Linked DNA regions of Mus musculus: regions 1 and 2 are each linked to region 3. A link is a contact called in public HiChIP or PLAC-seq data. All regions are on one chromosome and are shown on one strand. The core of a region is the stretch at or near the end of the contact, and the rest is flanking DNA. Distances in the headings are between cores, read along the strand shown.

Evidence for each region. HiChIP or PLAC-seq counts read pairs in DNA pulled down with a chosen protein or histone mark.
Region 1: an H3K27ac HiChIP or PLAC-seq map of stem cell-derived anterior neural progenitor cells shows a contact between it and region 3, with 17 times the contacts expected there. The contact joins the promoter of Cnpy2 here to the promoter of Ndufa4l2 in region 3. A contact is called at or near these places in 7 of 39 promoter capture datasets (the C10 cell line, cranial neural crest, hippocampal neurons and 3 more), 2 of 115 datasets of contacts at active chromatin or transcription factors (large pre-B cells and stem cell-derived anterior neural progenitor cells) and 3 of 9 other capture datasets (adipose tissue, liver and pancreatic islet).
Region 2: a FOXA1 HiChIP or PLAC-seq map of pancreatic cancer cells shows a contact between it and region 3. The contact joins the promoter of Smarcc2 here to the promoter of Ndufa4l2 in region 3. A contact is called at or near these places in 3 of 39 promoter capture datasets (hippocampal neurons, liver and pre-B cells), 1 of 484 Hi-C or Micro-C datasets (embryonic stem cells) and 3 of 115 datasets of contacts at active chromatin or transcription factors (astrocytes, craniofacial prominence and pancreatic cancer cells).

Annotation. Positions count from the first base shown.
Region 1 is chr10:128,321,166-128,324,065 of GRCm38.p6, reverse strand. It overlaps Cnpy2 (canopy FGF signaling regulator 2), which reads right to left and starts at 1,607. Exons shown (of 6, transcript NM_019953.1): 1 at 1,291-1,607; 2 at 624-736; 3 at 367-482. The coding sequence starts at 711. It overlaps Pan2 (PAN2 poly(A) specific ribonuclease subunit), which reads right to left. Exons shown (of 26, transcript NM_133992.3): 26 at 2,708-2,900.
Region 2 is chr10:128,457,925-128,460,624 of GRCm38.p6, reverse strand. It overlaps Smarcc2 (SWI/SNF related, matrix associated, actin dependent regulator of chromatin, subfamily c, member 2), which reads right to left and starts at 1,310. Exons shown (of 29, transcript NM_001372395.1): 1 at 1,188-1,310. The coding sequence starts at 1,298. n-TScga2 (a tRNA gene) reads left to right here and starts at 2,080; the gene lies at 2,080-2,161. Mir8105 (microRNA 8105) reads right to left here and starts at 1,945; the gene lies at 1,857-1,945.
Region 3 is chr10:127,513,520-127,516,473 of GRCm38.p6, reverse strand. It overlaps Ndufa4l2 (Ndufa4, mitochondrial complex associated like 2), which reads right to left and starts at 1,535. Exons shown (of 4, transcript NM_001098789.1): 1 at 1,436-1,535; 2 at 987-1,075; 3 at 149-209; 4 at 1-31. The coding sequence starts at 1,492.

The DNA of each region.
Region 1 (2,900 bases), core at 358-2,857, 810 kb before region 3:
TGTTCTGGCTCCTTGGTTGTTTGTTTGTTTGGTTGGTTTTTTGAGATAGGGTTTCTCTCTATAACAGCCTTGGCTGTCCTGGAACTCTCTTTGTAGACCAGGCTGGCCTCAAATTCAAGATCAGCCTGCCTCTGCTGGGATTAATGATATGTACCATCACACCAGGCTGTTTCTTTTCTTTTCGAAGACAGTACCTAATTCTATGGGGTAGACCAGAACTAGAACTCAGAAAGATCCTTCTGGTCCCGCCTCTGAGGGTTGAGATCATTATCATTACAGGTCGAATGACTTCCTGCTTTCTTCTCTTCGAACAAGTTCATACTCTAAGCCCGAGTGAGCTACTTTATTTGAGGGATAGTAAATTACCTCCACAACTGACTGGCTGCCATCTGGATTGATTCGGAAGGATCCCATCTGAATGGTCTTCTTGGGGTCCACGCGGGCAATTTCCCACTCTAATTCATCCACCAGAGCCCTGCAAGCTGGTGTCAGGGAAGAGAACAGGGAGTGGGGATGGTGAGGGGAATGAGGGTTTTTCTATCCATCCTTGTTCCAAGCTTTGGATCTCATGACTCCCACGGGTCATCTTCCTCCCACTTCTCCACTGGTCTTCGTGCTTTTACCTCCACAGTGTAGATCTTGGCTCCTTCGAGCCCAGGCAGTTCCCAGCAGGACCCCCAAAAGTAGGGCTAGCCAACCCCAGCCTTTCATCTTTAGTGTAACAGGGTCGCTCCACCTGGATTTGTATGAAAATGAAACACAGGTGTGAGGAGAGCGATCCATTTCCCCCATGACCGTCACCCCTCATTCCAAGGCCTTCAGAGGCCTTGGTGTGATTCGGATTGTTTTCCAGGAAAAAACCTCGTTACAAACACCCGAGGGACCGGAGTTCGGGATGGGGGAATAGGGAGTGAGAGCTCGGGACTGGGACTCAGATCCAGAAACTATGTCCTCCACAGGTGAGGGCCTGGGTTTTGATACTTTGAGGACACTGAGGACTCACAGAGCTATGCAGTAGCTTTGAGATGGAGGTTATCGATTACGTGAGAATGACGGGCAGAAAGGAGCTGCCAGCAAGGAACCAGTCAGGCCATGAAGCCAGCGAGCACACTCCATAACCAGGGCCTATGTGGACCTAGCACCAAGGGTTCCGGAATCCCCATCTCTAGAATGTAAGTAGCTCCCGTGCAGACAGACCAGCCCCTTTTGTAAGGACTCCGCCATCGCTTTGCTCGGGTCCATTCCCAACCTCAGTGCGCCCACAGCCTCTGACGCTCGCATCTGTCCCACCTCTGCTCCCACGGCCGCCGCCGTGGCCCAGGCTCTGGAAAGCAGCCGGACTCTCACTTTGTTTTCTGTGGGTCCCAACCCTAGCAGCTGGCTGGGAAAAACGGGGCTGTCCCGGCTTCTCCAGAGCGCTCCGGCTCCCGCCAGGTTCAGGGTGGCCAGTGACCGCCTGGCCCAGCTTCCCGCACTTAACTAGGCACCTAAGCGGAGATCTGAGGGTCCCGTGCGAGCCCCCCACCGAAACTGACCCTAAGCCCGCCCCTCCAAACTCTCGCGCGAGCAGGCAGCTTTAGGAGCGCCTCCGAGGCAGCGAGGACCCCTTGGAAGACTTGAGGACCCAGACTTGCGTGGCGAATTGGTTCACGTGACCAACCAAAGAACAAAGGTAGCCTAGCTTACAGTGAGGACCGAGCGCATGGGGTGCCTGGGGAAATTGCATCAGTCCAGGTGGGCTAGGACTTGCAAACAGATGCAATTAGTAGTGGGAGAGAAGCCTAGGTTTCAATGCACAAAGATTTCATGATACAGCAAACTACATTTCCCAGGAAGCACTGCAGTACCACTCTGCCAGTAGCTACAGGTCTTTTTCTTTCTTAAAAAAAAAACAAACAAACAAACAAAAAAACTAGTTTTTAAAACAACTTCCTTCTTGTACCAAATTAATAAATGATCGTCATTAGGTATGTATTGGGTAATATCATTTTTGGTATTATCTGCCTTTTCAGGCAGGTTCTTGGAGATTTCTCTTAATTTATCCTCTGAGGATGGGGGTGTGGGTTATATTACGGTCAATATTCTTCTTAGCTCTCACGCTGTGAATAGAGCAATTCCTCTCTGAATTTTCGGCACACCGCAGGTACTGTCATGAGTGAAGCAGTGTCTTGCTATGTAGCCCAGGATGCCTTGAACTCAACTCCCCATCGCAGGCTGGTTGGGGACTGTGGTTCTCAACTGCTCCGCTGTTAGGATAACAGGTTGACACCACGCCTTAAGGTCTTGAGATAAACTGGGATTTGTGATCGCTTTATGTATTTAGGGTGCTAGGCAACTACAGCAAAGACCGAACACCGTCCAGGGGAAGAACAATTATGTTCCTCCTGGTGCCCGGCATGGTGGCGCATGCCTTTAATCCCAGCACTTGAGAGGCAGAGGCAGGCGGATTTCTGAGTTCTCGAGGCCAGCCTAGTCTACAAAGTGAGTTCCAGGACAGCCAGGGCTACAGAGAAACCCTGTCTCAAAAAACAAACCAAAAACCAACCAAACAAACAAAAAAACAAAAAAACTATGTTCCTCCTGGATCCATTCATTCTGGGACTCAGAATCTTCATTTCTAGGTGTGGATCTGAAAACACAGTTTTCATTTTCTCATTGTTTGGTGAAGTCAAATCAAAGAAAGAAAGAAGCCAAAGAATCCCACACTAGCGGTTTTCTAATGAGATAAAAATACTTTTATTTTATAAAACATGCTGTTTTAAGCAAAATTTTTAAAAAATAAAACAAAACTCGAGATAGAATGTATGGAAGACAGATACTTCTCAGCTGTGGTCAGGAATGAAGCCAGTAGCTCAGCTTCCTGCACACCGGTTTGATTGGCCCATTGAGACTCTACAAGC
Region 2 (2,700 bases), core at 61-2,560, 940 kb before region 3:
TCGGTGGGAGGTATAAAGAGATCCGTGAAGGGAGAAGTAAATGACAAAGAGTTAAGCACTTGAAAGCTGAAGCAGGTCACAGCTGTCAAAGCCTTCGGGGCTTCACACCAAGACCCTAGACCGATCTCCCTTTAAAAGGTCAAAGGCAGAAAACTGGGAACCAGAGCCTCACGCTGAGGGTGCACACAAGTCACAGACCCAACAGCTGTTTGTCAAGAGTCTGACACCCAACAGAGAGACCCCAAATGGTTTCAGGGCTAAACTCAAACCAGAATTAGTGGAGCTTTCTGAAGCTGTCCACTGTACTCTGACAGGCTGGCTGCAAGGCTGGAGTAGCAAGAGTTGGGGGCTGTAAAACAAAGCAAGGGAAAAGAACCCTTAGCCGGGGTTGGTGAGGAAGCAGCCCATATCGAAGACAAAAAAGAAAAACGAAAAAAAGCCCAGACACCATGAAGACACAAGAATAAAAATTGGTTAAAAAAAAAAAAAAAGATAGATAGGGCTTCTTGAACCCTTTTGTTCCCCATCCTTATTTCCAGTTACAGGGTGGGGGTGGGGACTAGCGATATGAAGCTTATCCGAGCCTCTGGACCTCAAACCCAAAGCAATGCCAGGCTGGCTGGCTTGCAGAGGACTTCATTATGAAAGGAGGGTTGGAGGGGCTGCTGCCCTAGACTGCCATGTCCTGTCCCCTGAGAGGTTTGCAGCCCTTTAGAAGGAGACTAGGGTAACCCTGGGAGACAGGTGATTTCCCCAGGTAGAGACGCTTTTCAACGGCCTGCTCCGCGCCCGTCTACCCTCCTGCTCTGCCATCTGTCTCAGGACGTACACAAAGCACCACCGGGGAGGCCTGGGCCGCTCTGGCGTCTGGCTCGGCGCGGGGCTCCGGCGGGGGCCCCGCGGCTCGCACACCGGAGGGGAGGAGGCGCGCGGCGGCACCGGTCAGCCTGGAGGGCGAGGGCTGCCGGGCCCGGGCCGCCGCCCGGAGCCGCCGCCGCCCCCGCCAACGCCGCTGCGCTGCACCGGGGCAGAGGGCACGGTGGGGGAGGGGTGGGGGAGGGGCGCGGGCGGGCGGGCGGGAGGCGCGGGGAGGCCTCGGGGAGGGGCGCGGCGGCCGCCGCAGGGTGGGCCGGCCCCGGGAGCGGCGGCCAGGGGCCCTTTGTCCCCGCGCGGCGCTGCCCGCGTACCTTCTTGTAGTTCTTGCCGAGCCAGAGCCGCACGTTGTCGAACTGGGTCACGGTGTCCGCGGCCTCGTAGTACTTCACGTTGGGGCCGCCGTCCTTCTTCCGCACCGCCATCTTCTCGGGCTCGGGCCCCGCCGCCGCCCGCCCCGCTCAGCTCAGCTCCCGCCTCCTCCTCCGCCCGCCTCCCGCCGCCTCCCGCCGCCACGACCGCCGCCTCCCGCCGCCTGGGCCCCGGCCGGCGGAGCGCCCCCTGCCGGCGGCCCTGCGTAGCGGTGGCGGGCGAGCCCGAGCGCGCTCGGCGGACACCCCGGCAGCAGCGGCGGTGGGAGGCGGGCGAGCCCGAGCGCGCTCGGCGGACTTCCCCGCAGCGGCAGCCCGGCTGCTTCCCCGGGTCTCGCAGGACGCGGCTGTAGGACAGCGGAGCCCTCCCCGACTTGGTCTCGCAGCGGCAGTGGGGCTTACTGTTCCACTCCACGGGGAAGCCGGGAGCCCCGGGTCTGCAGCTCCGCCCCGTAACCCCGAGTGGCCCCCGGCACGTACGTTCCCGTGGAACTCTTTCGCTCCAATAAGTTCCTTCCAACCATTCCTGTTTCAACCCACGAGTGTCCCTGACGCTCCTCGTCCCGGTGCACCCAGCACCCCTGGTGCTACCCGGGGGGGTCAGGTGAGGGGTCTCCTCCCTCTGATCTTCGGGTCTCGCCAGTCGCCTCCGCTTTAGGAGTCGGCTGGCGAGCCCCGATTCTTCGACCCAGGTTCAAGCATTGTGGCGCGAAGGTGCGAGGGAGGGAGCGGCTCTGGGTACGAGCCTCGGGCCGCGACCCTGCACCGGTCCGCTCGCACCCAGTCACCCGTGCGGACCCTTTCTGTAAGCGCGCGGCCAACCATAGTTTTGGGAGTCACGGTGGCCGAGTGGTTAAGGCGTTGGACTCGAAATCCAATGGGGTTTCCCCGCACAGGTTCGAATCCTGTTCGTGACGGCAGTTTTTCGTATTTTTTTTCCCCCCTCCTATTAACCAGTAGTTGAGTGGTTGAAAGTGAAAAGGCAGCACTACTCCTTTAGGTTAGACCAGGGTGACATACAAACCAAATTGGGCATCGCTGTATTCGCTGTTAGGATACCAGGCACTTTGAGATATTTTTGAGAATTCTGTAACATTTCATAACAATGAAGAGTAGTCGTTTTGTTTGGGAAAGCTAGTCAAACCTAAGATTTCTAAACAGGGCATCTTTGGAGTTTGTGACCAAAAGTGGAGCCTTGAAGTCTGGTGACTGGAGACACAGAAACAAGCGTTTCTCATTTGGATTTTTCTTTTTAATTTAGACAGGGACTCATGTGCACAGGCTGCCCTTGAACTTGCCTTGCAGCCAAGAATGACTTTAAATTTCTGATCCTCCTGCCTCTACCTCTCAAGTACTAGGAGTTACAGGTGTGCCTGAGCATGCCAGGATCCTTTGCGGCTCGGAACTGAATCCAGGGGTTCAATTTGTTCGATAGGTAAGCATTCTGTTTCGCTAC
Region 3 (2,954 bases), core at 286-2,785:
GCTTCTTGTAGTCGGTTGAAACGGCAAGGAACTGTGGAGAGGGAAAAGAGAGTTGAAAGAGCGGCTCTTACCTCCTCTGTCTTGTGTGTGGTACTGACTTAGGGACTAGGACGGGAGGGGAGAGGGGAAACACTGGTTCTACAGTTACCTTGTACTGGTCATTGGGACTCAGGCGGTTCCAGGGCTCTGGGTTGTTCTTTCTGTCCCAGCTGTGAACAGGACAGGAAGGTTAAAGTTTCTTTTCTGGGAACCAGGACTTTGGCATTAAACATGGCCTCAGTATCACCACCCCTGGCGCCCTACCCTGAGGAGGGGAGAACATTTCCTAGAGACTGACAGAGAAGGGGGAGTGAGTGTCGTTGTCATCGCCATCCCTGGGAGGTGCTGGCAAGAAGTATGGCAGCTGATGACCAAATGACAACCTAGCCTATAGACTGCCCAGGGTTAGCCTCCCTCACCCAACCGCTCAGGGCAGAGTCCTGGGAGTCAGGCAGAAATCCTGAAGGACAGTACTTTCAGTGGGTGCACCTCAGACTCCAGGATCAGAGTGGGTGGTGCTTTGGCCTTCTGCTTGTCAAAGGACTGACCCCCCTGATGCTTCTGGCAGGACACAAAGTCCCAGTACAACCAAAGACCCTCAGGAGTCCCACACTGCCAGACATCCAGCACTTCCGGTCAGGCATAGAGGTACCTAAAAGCCACCAGACATGGCCAGTAGAGATGTGTCGCCATGGCAACCCTGTGGTGAGCTGCTGGGATTCCAGCTGCCCCACGTGGCTAGCCACTGACAGTGAGCCACCAGGTGGTCCAGATGGGAGGTGAGGGTCTCTCAGGTCAGGGGCCACTCCAACCCTGGGAAATGCTGGGTGGCAGTGGAAATGAGGACGGACACAGACCGAGGGTCCTTCTAGGTCTAAGGTCCCACCTTAGACCATTTTATTCCACCCAGGACCCCTGCCCTCTTGCCTCCCAAGACCTGTTGTTACCAGACATCAGGACTGCGCAGGGCAAGTCGCAGCAAGTAGAGTCCGGCACTGCCCATGCCCAAGCAGATGAAGCCAATCATTGGGATGAGCTGCAGAAAAACCAGGCACTCTCAGGGTCCGAACTCTGCTCAGTTCCCACTCACTCTGTCCTAGTTTTCTTCCTGTCCCTTTATCTTTACTCAAGGTCTGATGCCACCTTCCCTTTGGGAGTGGGGCCTGAAACCTACAGCCACATCCTCAGCATGCTGTCCCTTACCCTTACAGTGATCCTGTCCAAGGCAGGTTGCAGGGACATTGAGTACATTGCAGAGAGAGGACATAGAATGTCCCTGGGAAAACTTGGGAACACTAAGGAAACCGGACAGGAAGCAGGATGGGGGGAGTGGGGGTGGGGAGGGCTTGAGAGGCAGGGTGACAAGAGGGGAATTAGATCTGAGGACTGAACTCACCCCAGGGTGTCTTTTTATCTGCCGGTAGAAGCGGGTCCCTAGACTAGTTCCTGCCATCTTGTCCCAGTGTCTGGTCTTCTAGGTGGATCTCTTCTATTCCTCACCCTGGGGTCCCGCCCCCCATCAGGGAGGGGTCAGCCTAGCCCCGCCAGCTCCACCCAGCTTGCTTTCTCCCTGCAGTTCCAGATCCAAAACAGGCTGGAAGTTGTTGCGGAGCCTTGAGGTTCCTCCTTCCCAACTCTCTCTTACTGAAAGGGAAACCCTGGCCCAGGAGACACCATTATACTTGGGTCTTTGGGTATCTGAGGGAGGAACCTCTTTGGCTTCCAGAGACTGAAAGGGGATCCAGATGTGGGACAGACAAGCAGACAGCCTTCTAACAAAGTGGGGATGTGGAGTGTCCACTGCAGGGAGCAGGGAACAGTGGGGGCATGCACAGTACGTTGTCTACACTCCTGGAGCTAGCAGGCCTTTCGCGTATAAGAGGCACGTGAGCAAAGTTAGTGCTGCCAGCCCCTCTTGGTCTGGGCGGTTTTGCTGGGTTGTGGTTGGCCTGGAGTAGTCAAGAGGTGGAGATTGCAGGTGTATGAATCTGCACCGCTCAAGGCATAAGGCAACAGTTGTAGCAATTTAGGGGCTTGAGATGAGGAAGGAAGAGCCCTCCGAGGAGTCCACCATACTCATCTCTGGCTTTGGGACTAGCAGAAGAGCTCCGAATTAAGGAAGCAGCCATAGAAAACTAGAAGAGATGTTGAAAACCGGTGGGAAGGGGGTGGGGGATTAGGTATATGCTATATTGCCCGGGCAGGAAGTTTTCCCCATCCACCCGCTGTCTTTGGAGGACTGGTTTTGGGGACACAGGAAGTGAGCCTCTTCTTCTCCTCGCTTCCATGTTAATTTCTATCACCCCTCTCGATTAGCCCCTGCCGCTGGATTCTGCTATGCTCCCCCATTTCTCTCCTAAAGAACTTGTACTATGGTGGACCCCTGCTGGGATGAGCTGTGTACCGCCACTGCCTCCCTGGGGTACAGGGAGAGAGACAACCCTTTCTGAGGGGCCCCTCCCTTTCCTACACACCGATACCTCGCCCGCCCCTTGAGCTGACAAGCTCTGCTGTAATTAGGCTGCGGGGTCCGAGCTCTCCGCCTCCCTCCGGCGGATAATGAGATAAAGTGTCAGAGACATGGCGAGAACAAAGAGACAGAGACTCACTGAGACGTGTGTGGGGGAGGGGGTGGGTGTAGAGGAGGGGGGCTGATGGGATGTCAGAGCCTAGAGCAGAACAGGGCCCTTCCTGAGCGTCCCCACCTCTAGGGCTGGGCCAGGGAGGGTGTGTCCTGTCACCAGCGCCTCTAAGCCTGGACTGCTACCGGGGTGGTGGTGGTGGTGGTGCTAAATACCAATCTTGGAGCTCAAGCTCCAGCAGCTGCCCAGCTGGGCTGCACATCTGGTGGTCTGTGGCACAGCTGGGGAGCCAGGACTCTGGGAGGGACATCTGGCCCGTGCTTTATGCCCCTT